2 separate regions of the Mus musculus genome follow, and region 2 is linked to region 1. A link is a contact called in public Micro-C data. All regions are on one chromosome and are shown on one strand. Each heading gives the region's core, a stretch centred on a gene start, on an enhancer-like site or on the middle of the called end of the contact. The rest is flanking DNA. Distances are from core to core; before and after follow the strand shown. Region 1 has its middle 26 kb from the start of Gm33158. Region 2 holds the start of Gm52281 (a long non-coding RNA gene).

Region 1 (6,568 bases), core at 1,291-3,790:
TTAGTTCAGTTGTCCGTGTGGCTGTTATTTAAGCTGCATGATCTCTATTGGGTAATTCTTTATGAGAATCCTCTTTACCCCCCTTTATACAGAAAACTGTTTGGGGAAATTACTCCAGATGATAAGGTGAGAGGTGATTGAAACTCATATGCTTGTCTAACTAAGTTTTTATCATTATAAAACCATCTTTTTAAAAAGCATTTCTGTGTGTGGGGGCATACATACATGGAGGTCAGAAGTCGGTTTCCTTAGCTAGCTCTCACATCCTACCTTGCTTGAGACAGTCTATTGTAGCAGGGTCTCTCTCATTTCTGCCGTTATACTGTATACTGCACGCAAGCTGGCCTGTGACCTTCCAGACAATTCTGTCTCCACCTCCCATCTCTCAGTAGGAGTGCTGGGAACAACAGGGGAAAAGGCTAACAGTAAACCTTTTAGATATTTTATCAAGGGTCTTCCTCAGGGGAACCTGGCCACCCCTTTATTCAAGGGGTTCTGGGTCTGCAAACTGGCTCAGGTCTGGAAATCGGCCCCAGGCCAAGGTTGCCTTTAGCCGTGACCTAATGTAGCCTTCCTTTTATTTATTTGAAAATTGCTCTGCTTGTACAGATTTAAACAGAACTGTGGTAGGCTTCTTATCTATTTCAGGCCTGGGAAGACGAGGTGATTCAGCGCTGCCCTGGTCCCTGCTGCTTCAGGGCAAGCTCTTCAACCATGAAGCTATGCCCCCAGCTCCCTCGTGGGCACTTCTGTTGTGTACTATTGCACCTATGGATGTCATAATTTCATGTTCTTTTGTCTGTAATGTTTGTGTTGATTATGAGCAGGTCTGGGTACGATCCTCTCACCAAGCCGTCTTCCTTTGAGGGCTGTATATTTATTTGTTCCTCTCCCCCTTCCTGACCTGCCTGAAACCTTTGGTGTAACTTCTAAGGGAAAGCAGACGTAGGAATGCATAGGGTGGTTGGAGAAGCACTCTTAGATTATCTGCATCCCCTGACCACACCCAGATAGCAGACTCCACTAATTGCTTGCTGATTGTTCAGTTGCTTTCAATAACACTCCAGGGCATAAATCACTCCACAGTCAGCTCCAATTAGATTTGGACTCCTTCACAGGGGTAGTTCTAAGGTCAGTGTTTGAGGTTTGTCATGACGCCCAAGAGGACTCTCATTAACTGTCTCTTTCCCTGGTTCTCTCATGAAATGACTGGTCTAGGTTTTTCTTCTGAACTCTCTTCCTAAATGCTTGCTTCTGAGACTTTTTCATCACTTGGGGGTGGAGGGTATGAAGTGTGATCTTCCCATACATTTAGTTTGAAACAAGATCTCAGGAAGGCCTGCTTTTCCCTCCAGGGAAAACTTCTGGGCCTCAGCTCTCTATACCTGCAGCAGGGACAGTGCAAATCTCTCCAAGTGTGGTGTCTGCCTCAGGAGCAGGGCACTGGGTAGGACGGAAGCCTCAGATTTCTAAGCCTTTTTCCTCTTAATATAACTCTACTACCCACTCCCAAACAAGCTTGCAGCACAAATGGCTTTAGAAAGATGAAACTCAGCCAGGCAGTGGTGGCACACACCTTTAATCACAGCACTTGGGAGGCAGAGGCAGGCAGATTTTTTTAGTTTGAGGCCAGCCTGGTCTACAGAGTGAGTTCCAGGACAGCCAGGACTACACAGAGAAACCCTGTGGGGGGGTGGGGGGGGAGAACCCTGTCCTACCAGGTACAGGCTTGGCTCTTTTGGGGACTATCCCTGATACCTTGTTTAATATAAAAGTCTTCTCCGAGTTGGGCCCCCATGCCTACTGATGGTGTTGAGTAGTGGGTAATGGAGACCCTTGTTGCTTCTCACAGTGTGTTGTTATTTTCCTGTTGTTGTGATAAAGTGTCATGACCTAGGTGGATTACAGAACAAAGTATATTTGGGCTTACATTTCCAGAGGGTTAAAATCCAAGGTGGTGGATCAAGGACATAGTGGCAGGAGCTGAATTGGGGCTCATCTCTCGAACTGCAAGCACAAAGCAGAGAACACGCTGGAAATGGGGTGTGAGTTAGAAACTGAAGAGCCTTCCCCACAGTGACACACTTCCTCAGGCAAGGCCATGCCTCCTAAACCTACCCAAAAGCCACCAACTGGGGACCATGTGTTAAAAAATCCAAGCCACTAGGACACATTCTCATACAAACCACAACACGGTACTCAGCAGGAAAGTCTGCCCCCTCCCTCAGTAGCAAAAGGGTGTGGTTGCTGGCCACCTCTCTTTGCCAACTGCACCTCTCAAGTGACGCTAATATTCCAAATCTGCGAGCCAACCCTCTGTTGCTTCCTCCTTGCCAGAGTGATGAATTAAAAGTTTTATCTTCATAGTTCTAACTAGCAACTCCTCAGTCATTTCTATAATGTTATCCAAAAGATACCATTGTTCATTAGGGCCTTTCAGATTGGCATAATCAGCCATTTCTCTCCTATTTGAACTGTCTTCATTCCTGTAATATTTGTGGGTGCGGTGGCTGTTGGAAGCCTTTGAGATTTGCAGAGCTTTGCAGCTGTGGAAAAATCTCCACTAAAGCTGCTCCAGCTTAGTTTAACTCAGATGTCTGGACCTGGTGTGGTTAGCAGAAAGTTTCAATAGAGCAGTAATTACTTTTTTAGTATTGTAATATACGGGAAGAAAATCCTGGCTTCCAAGTTGGGAAGTCCTGCTGTGAGTCAATAGAGCTCCCACCTCTGACCTCTCAGAGGTAGGGACAGGAGTCTTGTGACTCCCAGGATAGAGCTGGGGAGCTCTGAGGTCCCCCAACCAGGTCAGGAGAGATGAGTGTGGGGCTGAGGTCACTCTTGGCATCTGTGTCTTGGCTCCTGCCTGGCGGCTAGGTCTGGAAGGCCGGTGGCTGGGAAGGAGGCCTGGCTTTGTCCTTTGTTTCTCTGGCCCCAACAAACACATCTGAGCTGTTTGAGTGGGTACTCACTTGAAGATCTCTGGCATCCCAGGCATCTTTGGATGAGGCCAAGCAAAGTGAGCAGGACACAGTCAATCCAAGCCTCTTTGGATGAATATTTGGTGACTGTCAAGTATAAGGAAACTCAAAGATACACAAGACATCATGACATAGTGTGTTCCCTGACTGAAGGGAGCAAGGGGACAAGGGGGACAATCCCAACCTGCACAAGCAGCAAGGTCCCTGAGAGATGAGGTGACAGAGAACACTTAGCACTCAACCCAGCTGTTAGAGTCGTTTCGCCAAGATGAACTATGGAGTTGGTTTTTCATCAAAACATCTAAGTTGGGATTCTAAACTTCCTTAAGCCTCTAGGAAAGAGGGACCTGGTTCTTCAGGCCAGGACAGCCAGTGTGTAGTCACACTCAGCTGCTCCCCAGCTTCTCCTATCCTGTCTCAGAGAGCACCGAGAACCTCCCTGGGTGCTCAGTGATATGTGCTGTGAGACAGGCCTCTTAAAAGCCAGATGTCTTACTCTCTCCACACCCACTGGGATTTCTGGATCTCTGGTGACTTAAGTAAGAGTGTCCTTCGTAGGCTCAGGAATGAACATTTTAACTGGGCTAAGTGCACCCCATCACTCCGTGTATCTGACTGGATATGGGGGGGGGGGCGGTGATTTGAGAAATCCCAAAAGGTCCCACTGCTACCCATTTATCCTCTGAAAGTTCTGCACTGCTTGACAAATAGTGGTCATGACTTGGAGTATGGCTCTCTAAGATCTCCCCCTACCCAACCCCTGTGATTGCACCTTTACAATACAGACATTTCTTGGGAAAGGCAGGATACTCTTCACTCCATTGAAATGTCATTTATCACAAGTTAGCTGTTGAGTAAGGATGGAACTGCCTGGAGTGGGCCAAGGAACAGGCAGTTTTGCTAAGAAGAGAAAGGAAAAATTGTTCACAGCATGAGAGAAGGAGGCACAGTAGCTCTAGGCTAGGTCAAGAAGACCCCAAACTGTAGGATTTCCCTGTGGAGGAAGTTTGAGCTGCCTGAAGTGTAGGAAATGAAGAAGGAACAGGAAGAGTCCTGGGAGGGTGGAGGACAAACAGAGAGAAAGGAGCCATGACAGAATGTTCACAGTAGAGTCATTTCACACAGATTCACAAGGAAAGCTGACAACAGATAAAAATAACACTGAGCCATGACACCCTCAGCTGGCTTCTAATGACTTGTAGGCACCACTGATAGCCCTCCCTATTCTTCATGGCCCTGCAAAGCCAGCCAATACACACAACTAATTATATAATTTTATGTGAATTGAGTTAACTAAATGAACAGACACTGCTCTTTTGAGCAATGGAGACTAATATCCAGTACACAAAGATTTTAGGTTTGCTCATGCAATCAAACATCAAACAAGAAAGCCACTTCTTCCCTGGGTCATACTTTTTTTTTTTTTTTTGAGACAAGGGTTCTCTGTGTAGCCTTGGCTGTCCTGGAACTCACTCTGTAGACCAGGCTGGCTTCAAACTCAGAAATCCACCTGCCTCTGCCTCCCAAGTGCTGGGATTAAAGGTGTGTACCACCATGCCCAGTGGGTTATACTTTCTATAAAGTCACCCTCTGAATATATTTCACAGATACAAACAGTCTGGATTTTTTTTCTTATGGTGATTTGAGTGAGAATGTCCCCCCTTAGACTCAGATATTTGAATACTTGGTCCTCAGTTGTTGGCTGTTTGTGTGGGTTTAAAGGTCTTGCTGGAAGAAGTACTTGCTTAAGAAAATATGTTGCTAAAAACAAAATAAAACAAAACAAAAAACAAAAAACAAAACAAAAGCTGGGTGTGATGGCGCATGCCTTTAATCCCAGCACTTGGGAGACAGAAGCAGGCCGATTTCTGAGTTTGAGGCCAGCCTAGTCTACAAAGTGAGTTCCAGGACAGTCAGGACTATACAGAGAACCCCTTTCTTGAAAAACAAAAACAAAAACAAAAACAAAAACAACAACAAAAAAAAAAACAAGAAAATATGTTGCTGACAGTGGACTTTGAGGTTTCAAAGCTATGCACCATTCCAAGGTCCTCCCACTACACACACACACACACACACACACACACACACACACACACACACCCTGCTTCATGCTTGAGGTTCAAACTGTGAGCCCTCAGCTTTCTCTTCCTGCCACTATGCCCTCTGCTTCTTGCCACAAGTGCCCACCATGATGTACTCTTGTCTCTCAGGAGACATAGCCCCAGTTAACTCTTACATAAGCTGCTTGGATTGTGGGGTTTTATCACAGCACGAGAGAAGTGAGGGATACAGTCTTCATGGATGCATCATCCGTCTTCCTGGGGCTCCTTAAGGAAACTGCGTCAGTTCTCTGTCCACACAAAGACTTGACCACTGCAAATTCCACAACAACCCAAGTACCTCTGTGATGACAGATCCTGACAAGTCTCTGGATTGAGGTGAGCTATCCAAGTGCCAGAAGGAGGAGCTATCTTCTGGAGGCATCTGTAGGGTGGGTGGGACTCAGAGATCATTTCTTCACCCCTTACCCAGACTGACCAATGTCTAAACAGTGCAGAAATCACAACACATCAGCATTGCATTGTTCCAAGTGTTCTGACCTTGAGAGAGGCTCCGGAGCACACTTTCTCATCACTATGAGAGCCTCATATGAATTCTGAGATGCCAATGGTCAATATTTGTGAAGAGAAATCTGCTCTCTGAGAAACTAGGTTAGTTTATCCAAAGAAAGAATTACTACAGTAACCCTAATCTGATCCCAAGAACTGAGCCCAAATCACAACTCCACACCATCTTTGTCGACCTTTGACAGTTTAACACTCTCCTACCCCAACCTTGACCTCAGGCTAACCCTCGGGAGTCTCCACAGCCCCCAGGGAGGTCTCTGCTTTTTCCTGTTTCCAAATGTCCCTCTGAACCCAATGCTCTGTATCTTGCCTGGACCAGAAGTCTTTGCATTTTAATAGGAAAAAAAATATTTCAAGTTGGATGCTGAATGAATTCCTTGCAAATGGTTTAACCATAGAGTGCTGACAATTCCTTTTACTTCCCCTAATGATGTCGGGTTTCTAAAATGTGTTTGGCAGTATACACATATCTTTCTTATGGGATTTTTTTATATGTCCTTTGAACATGAACTCTTCTAAAAACTTTATTGTGCTTATTAGGTTTCTCTTGCACACATTTATTGGGAAAGCATTGATTGCACAGGCGAAAGAAGAACAACCCCGAACAAGGAAAATGATGCTGCTTATATAACCCTCCATGTGACGTGTCAGCTCCTGATTAGCTGCTCACTCATCACCCCACTACTATGCCCCGGGATGGGCAGTGACTTGGCACGAATTTACTCTTGCACCTGCGCACATTACTTGTTTACCAGTTAGGCACAGCGGAGAATCGTGATGGCAATTGCTTATGGCTCTCCACAGGTTTCAGCTTGAAATGCGGCTGGACCATTAATTTGTCCTTGGAGGGCCAAGGTTTGTCCAAGGAAGTAAAAAAGAATATTTAAGATGGGAGCTTTCCTAAATGCTGTGTGTGTGACAAGGCTAGGGTGATGGTTGTATAGTATTCTGGGATGTAAA
Region 2 (6,568 bases), core at 1,134-3,633, 140 kb before region 1:
CTTAGTAAGAACATGTCTGCAAATAAAAAGAAGAAGCTGTAAATGTAATTCAGGGGCAGAGCCCTACGGTTGATCTCTGGTGCCCTAAATAAATTCATATTTAAATAAGTATGTAAATAAGGACCTCTGTTAAGCTTCATGGTGTCAGAATGCTCCTTCCTCACCCAGAGCCTGGAAACCAGCCTGCAACTCCAGAAACCACTTTCACTGTGTGGCTTTGCTTCATACTTAGAGAGTAAAGTCACTAGACCTTTACAGTGACACCAGAAATAGGGCATGTTGTCATGTTCCTAGCCCAGGTTTAAGCTTACTATGACCTGAATCTGGATAATGGTGCTCACTTGCTGGAAGGACTGAGTCACTCCATACTGGGTTGGTCAGGCACTGATGGAGGAAGGGGTTGTTGTGGGCTGGCATGGTCCACGCACGAGGTTGTTCTTGGTCACTTTCCCTATCCCCTGGTCAGCCTGTTCTCTTAGTTATCCATGGGTGATACTTATTTATTTTTTAAAAGGTTTATTTGTTTATTTTATGTATATGAGTACTATAACTGTCTTGAAACACACCAGAAGAGGGCATCTGATTCCATTACAGATGCTTGTGAACCACCATGTGGTTGCTGGGATTTGAACTCAGGACCTCTGGAAGAGCAGTCAGTGCCCTTACCTGCTGAGCCATCTCTCCCGCCCTGGGTGGTGTTTATTAGGAGCTGCTGGAAATGATGTCAGCTGTAAAATCCAAGCAGATGGGAACCTAGAAAACGAGGACATTTAATCAGGTCGAAGACCTCAATCACTGGCCCAGCGTGGGCTGGGAGGATGAGGAGGTGGTATGCTGATCTAGTGAGTTTTGACAAACCTTAATTTCAGACTCGGGCTGCCTCTGAGACGTGACTTCAGGGTGTCCCCAAAGCCTTTATGTTCAAAAGTGACTTCTACCAGTGTCACTCTAAAGCCTAGAAGGCTATTTCTAGAAAGCTGTTTCTTTGGTTAAGTTTTTGTCACAAGAAGGCAAAGGTCCCCAAGAGAGCACGTGGAGCATCAGTTATAGCGTTCTTCCCAGAAAAAGCACTCTTGTATGAGATTAGCTTACAAGGCTGCTGTGGTTCAGGTGAGTTCTCAGAAATTCTAAATAAAGGCTGACCCTCTACCTCATAGATGTGGGGGAGCTATAGAGCCTTGAAGAGGTGGGGCCTAATGGGAGATTTTATGTCACTAGAGTTTTGTCCTTGAAGGGACAGTGGAATACATCTTCATTCTCTTATTGCTTCCTGGCTGCCATGAGGTGGCAGCTTCACCATACCATGTGATCCCAACATCATGGCTGCCTCCTGTCAGAGCCAAGAGCAACAGTGAAAATCAACCGTGGCCACAAACTTCCAAAACCACGACTGACACAGAACCCTCCCATTTCTAAGTTGACTCTCTCAGATATTCTATCATAGCGACAAGAAGCCCATCAGCATAGAGTCGCAGAAGGGAAGGAGATGGAATGTTTATAGATGGCTCTTCTCTCTCGATGGCATTGATGAACTGTTTCCTGACCTGAGTGATTGGGAGAAGCCAGCGTGGCTCATTTCTCAAGCCCAGGAGGAAGCCTCTGACATTCTGTCCCTCTGGTTTGCTTACCTGTCTTCTCCCACACATGTGGAGTTGGGATGGCTCCTCTGGGGATTATGGTCAGGGCACATCATTTAACACCTTGCTTCTGTCCTCAGAATGAGCATCCTTCCTCTAATGCTTCAAAAAGCGTCAAGCCCTCCTCTTTACGCATGTTGTGGACTCTCCCAACCAGCTTTGGTCCAGAGGCCATAGGGCAGTGTTCAGGGGGAAGAGGATGGGTGCTGGATGTTACGATCATTCGTGTTTGTTCTGTTCAGATGTTTCATCAGTATCAAAATCACATGCTAACCCATGTGTGTCCTCATGAAAGTGTTGTCTTCCCTTTCTTTCCTCTATGAGATTGCAAGTGCGTTTTAAAAAATGTTATTAAAATTAAGGTTTTCCTCCCCACTCACTTAGGTCACTTTTTAATTTATTTTCTGAAAATGCCTCCTGTTTCTGAATAGTCAGTCACCTTATCGTCGAAATTAACTCAGCATTTGTCTGGCTGTTGCAATTGCTACATCACTATCCAGCACACATTGCTACAACCTTGCATTGCAGTTCCAGCTACTCAGGGAACTGAGAGATTTTGGCTAGGTAAAATGTTAGGCACTAGCTTGGTAAATGTGAAAATGAAGAAAAACGTAAGAGTTCATAATTGAAGATGAGGTGGTACTTTAAAAAGTTATTTGTTTTGTTTGCATTTATGCAAGTGCACCGTGCACCATGCGCATGCGGCGCGATGCCCAGGAGGCTGGAAGTGTTGGCTCCTTTGGAACTGGAGCCCTAGATGAATGTGTACCACGTTTTGGCCTTTGTGGAAATGAACACTTTGTCTCCTCACTTTGAACATGGCAGCTGGTCCTCCCAACCCTCACTGTAACCCTTAGAGAGGCTTTTAAAGCTTGTTCAGTTTCACACAGAAGACACCAGGAGCCAATGCAGTGAGCAAATCCTTCTGGGGACTGTGTGAAATAAATTACTCATTTGTTTTTCTTGCCCTGGCATGTCTGCATAATCAAGGCAAGAAATGCCAAGGGTTGATTTTGACTTTCTTCCCGTTTGGTTTAAATTTACCACCCACGGTAATCCAAAATACAACCCACACGTGGGATCTGTGTGTTTGTTTCGCTGTCATGCTGTGACCGTGTGCAAACATGGTTGCACGCAAATCTTTAGGATCAGACAGATGGAATGTCATTTACATTCTTGCTGAGAATATCAGAGAACATTCAGAGAAGTATTCTCCCAGCCTGCCATTGCATAAAGTTCATAGTTGCGCTGTTTGTATAGTTGACCACCCACTGAAGCCAAGGCATGTGAAACTGCTGTCCACTAACATGGGCCTGAAGGTCACATGGGACCCACCCAAAGATGCTTCCAGTAGACCGGTGGAGTATTACAACATTGCCTATGGGAAGTCACTGAAAAGTCTTAAGTCCATCAAGGTGAATGCGGAGACACACTCCTTCCTTATTAAGGACGTGGGTAAGTGACACACATTCCTTTCTTCACTCACCCCTAACTGTGCATCAACAGTTGCAGCTGTGCACTTAGGATAGCTGTTGGCAAGACAGAGTGTGGCTGGCCCAGAGTCTTTGGAAACAGAAAGCCACGTTTTGAGACTCATCATAAGGATATGCTTGGAGGTCCTTGCTCATACACTTAACCGAAGCATTCCTAATGTCAAAATAAAGTAGGAAGTTTTAGTTTTTGATAGTGCTTTGGAAAACAATGGAAACATTGTTGATCTTTTATTATTACTATTTTTGATCTTATAGAAACTTGACTATTAGATGGTTTAATAATCTAGTATGAACATCTTTCCATTTATAAGCCATTTAATAATTAAGCACAGTTGACCACTGAACAACTTTGGTTTGAACTGTGTTGGTCTGATCATATGTAATTTGGGGGGGGGGGTGGATTGTGACAATTAGGAAAAAAAGCTTGCTGAAGAACTTCGAAGCCTAGTGATATAAAGATGTTGGGTGGGTCAAAAATGCATAAAATGTGTAAATGACAATCTAAATTATCTGCTACTATAATGTAATATACAAATCTATTTACAGTTAGCATTTTTCAACACTTACATGTGCAAACACTTGAGTTCACACACAGCACCTGCCTCAGTCTACATTGTCAGACGATACAGTATGATACAGCCTAGAGTTATCTGAGAGGAGAAGCCTCAGCTGAGAAGTTGTCCGTAATATGTTGGCCTGTGGGCATATCTATAGGAGATTGCCTTGAATATTCATTGATATAAGAGGACCCAGCCCACTGTGGGCAGCAACATCCTTAGGCAGACAATCCTGAGCCATGTAAAAAAGCCAAGTAAGCATAAACAAGTCTCCCCAAAGTGAGCCAGAGAGCTAACCAGCAAGCAGCATTCCCCCATGGTTTCTTCTCTGAGCTCTTATTTGAGTTCCTGTCTTGGTTTTCCTCAGTGATGGACTCTGACCTGCACATATAAGATAGATAAACCCTTTCCTCCTCTAGGTTGCTTATCACAACAACAGAAAGAATCCTAGGATATATAAACAGAGACTGCAGTGTTAAACCATGACTGCAGAAAACTGACTCTCATGACGTCAGCGTCCTCCAGGTGTGAGCATCCCATCTCCCTAGTAAACCATGCATCTCTGTTTCTAAAACAAAACAAAACAAAAGGTCCGATATCTTGTCACTCTGGCTAACCTTTCACGCAATGTGATACTCAACAATACGGAAATAGGTGTCACTTGGCCGCTTCTGCTAGCCATGGGGTTTCCTGTCACTGGCAAGCTCGTTTTTTTACCTGCACGGGTGTTGGGGCCCCTACCTCCCCGAGTTGCTCCAGGGTAACTGTGTCACATGCCTGTGAAGGTCACAGAAGGTCACGCGTGCAGAGAGGACAACCTTTGTACTCACTGAAACCTGATTTTCAGTTGATTCTGAAACACGGGGACATTTTAAGTCCTACCTCAGTGTGCTTTGTCTTAAAGGTACAGCCCTAGGGGGTCTGCCTCTGTACCCTCTTTTCTTCCTCTAAAATTTCTACCATCATGGAAGGCTACAACTTTGAGATGAGGCATGAGGAAGTCACAGAGCCAACTAGAGAAAAACTAGTATCCTTTGTGCCATGTTACTGTTCTGATCCTGGCATGAACCACAGCACACCCCTCCGCATCTCCACCCTCTGCTGGGTGCCACTGTGTTCTTTGGGTAAACAGACCTAGAGGGGGCCAGGTTCCCTTCCTCCTGCTTCCAGCCAAATACACAATGCTATGAAGCACGGTGGCTTACATCCCCAGTCCAGCTGTGAGGTTAAATGTAACAGAGCAAAGACTCAAGCAGGGTTAGATTTGATCAAACACAGGGTTGTTATGATTGCTGGAGAGAAACACACACACACACACACACACACACACACACACACATGAGAGAGAGAGAGAGAGAGAGAGAGAGAGAGAGAGAAACACCCGATAAACAACGTCTCCCAAGGAAGTGATGAGTTAAATGGTCGAGAGTCGGAGACATGTGGACTCCATTGCTGGGGAATTCAAATGAGTCCAGAGTGAGGAAAGGCTGACAAAGCACAATTCTGTATTCTGTTGGGACCTGGAACGGTTTCCCATTAGCTCGGCAGGTTGTGCCAGGCCCTAAATGCCACCAGCTCCTGCCACAGACAGCCAAGAGCCCACAGCCAGGCTTGAGTATAGCAGAAGTCCCAGATAGCCTCAAACCTCCAGCTTGAGGACTGAGTAAGGTTCTGTTTAAAAGAATGCCTCAAGGTTGGGAAATGCCGTTCTCCCTCGCCTTCCCGACAGGACAAACTGTCATCTCTCCAACGTCCACCCCGCCCCACACTCACAGGCTTTAAGCTCCTCAAGGAACTGCTTCTTCCTTACCTGCTATGAGACAATGATTCATTTGGGGGGAAATTAGTGTCACAGTTTTGGTTTTGGAAACTCGCGAGTCCAAGGCTTTGTGCTGTAACAGTTCCCTTGGTTTCCTTTTGAATCTCAACGGTTTCAGGGCTCAGCCAAGGAGACCTCTGCTACTTGCCTTGACCCTGAGACCAAAGTCCAAAAGCAAAAGCCTAATTATTTCAAGATTAGCATTTTCAGAATTCCAGGAAATATTTTTCTAACCTTTTTTTTTGTTAAAATAGTCAAAAACCACATGCAGATGTAGTCTGGGGAACATTTTACAGTGAAAAAGAAAAATTCCATGAAGCGTTATGTACAGCAATAAAGATTTTATGATTTTCATTGATAGTTCTTTTTTTCCCCTTGGATCTTTCCATTTGGAGCTTCCCTGTGTGGTGGTAGTAGTTTGTGGCACTGTGTTTGGGTTCTAATGTGGTCAGTGAGCTCCTAATTCCTCCACTGAGTTCATACTACAGACCTCAAAGTCTTCTGTTATCAGTGGTGCAGGAACCCAGGTTTGTTCCGCTTGCCTGCACTTTGTATTAAATACAGTTGACATTCTTGGGGTCAGCCCTGTTTCAGGCGCATGGGGAGAATGTTAGCGATTTCTGTAAAACCGAAGAGAAAGCTACCGTTGGACTTGTCACTGCATTTGGGTTTCTGTATTTGTGTGTAATCGGGGTAAGTGAGATGGCGAGTGAGTGGAGTGTGCGTTTCTGGTGGTTTATGTGAACCGTGTGTTTCAGAGCCGGGGGTGGTGTACTTCGTGCTGGTTACCGCAGAGAACCACAGCGGAGTGAGCCGCCCCGTTTACAGAGCTGAGAGCCCACCCGGTAAGTCCGACCTGGAGGCCCTGCTTCAATGAGTAGACTGGGAGGGCCTCTCTCTCCTGGCTTCTTCACGCCAATAAAAACTTAGAATTACTAGGCTGGTGAGATGGATCAGTGAGCAAAGGCGCTTGCCACCAAGCCAGATGACCTGAGTTCGATCCCTGGGGTGCACATCATGGAAAGGAGAGAACCGATTTCTGTAAGTTGCCCTCTGAGCCTC

What was found. A called contact is a pair of places that touch in the nucleus more often than the background predicts.
Region 2: a contact with region 1 is called in a Micro-C map of muscle stem cells, with 3 times the contacts expected there. The contact joins two enhancer-like sites. A contact is called at or near these places in 1 of 39 promoter capture datasets (embryonic stem cells), 11 of 484 Hi-C or Micro-C datasets (CD8 T cells, the P5424 cell line, cardiomyocytes and 7 more) and 3 of 9 other capture datasets (adipose tissue, liver and macrophages).

The regions. Positions count from the first base shown.
Region 1 is chr17:7,660,368-7,666,935 of GRCm38.p6, reverse strand. No RefSeq gene overlaps it. Among named protein-coding and RNA genes, the nearest start is that of Gm33158, 26 kb to the right of the region's middle. Within about 2 kb of position 2,540, at least 33 of the 459 cell types and tissues checked have an H3K27ac peak or open chromatin away from gene starts, as enhancers often do. A contact at or near this core is called in muscle stem cells, where this site is marked.
Region 2 is chr17:7,801,351-7,807,918 of GRCm38.p6, reverse strand. Fndc1 (fibronectin type III domain containing 1) reads left to right here. Exons shown (of 21, transcript NM_001081416.2): 2 at 2,898-3,092. It overlaps Gm52281 (a long non-coding RNA gene), which reads right to left and starts at 5,565. Exons shown (of 3, transcript XR_003952218.1): 1 at 5,498-5,565; 2 at 667-753. Within about 2 kb of position 2,383, at least 4 of the 459 cell types and tissues checked have an H3K27ac peak or open chromatin away from gene starts, as enhancers often do. A contact at or near this core is called in muscle stem cells, where this site is marked.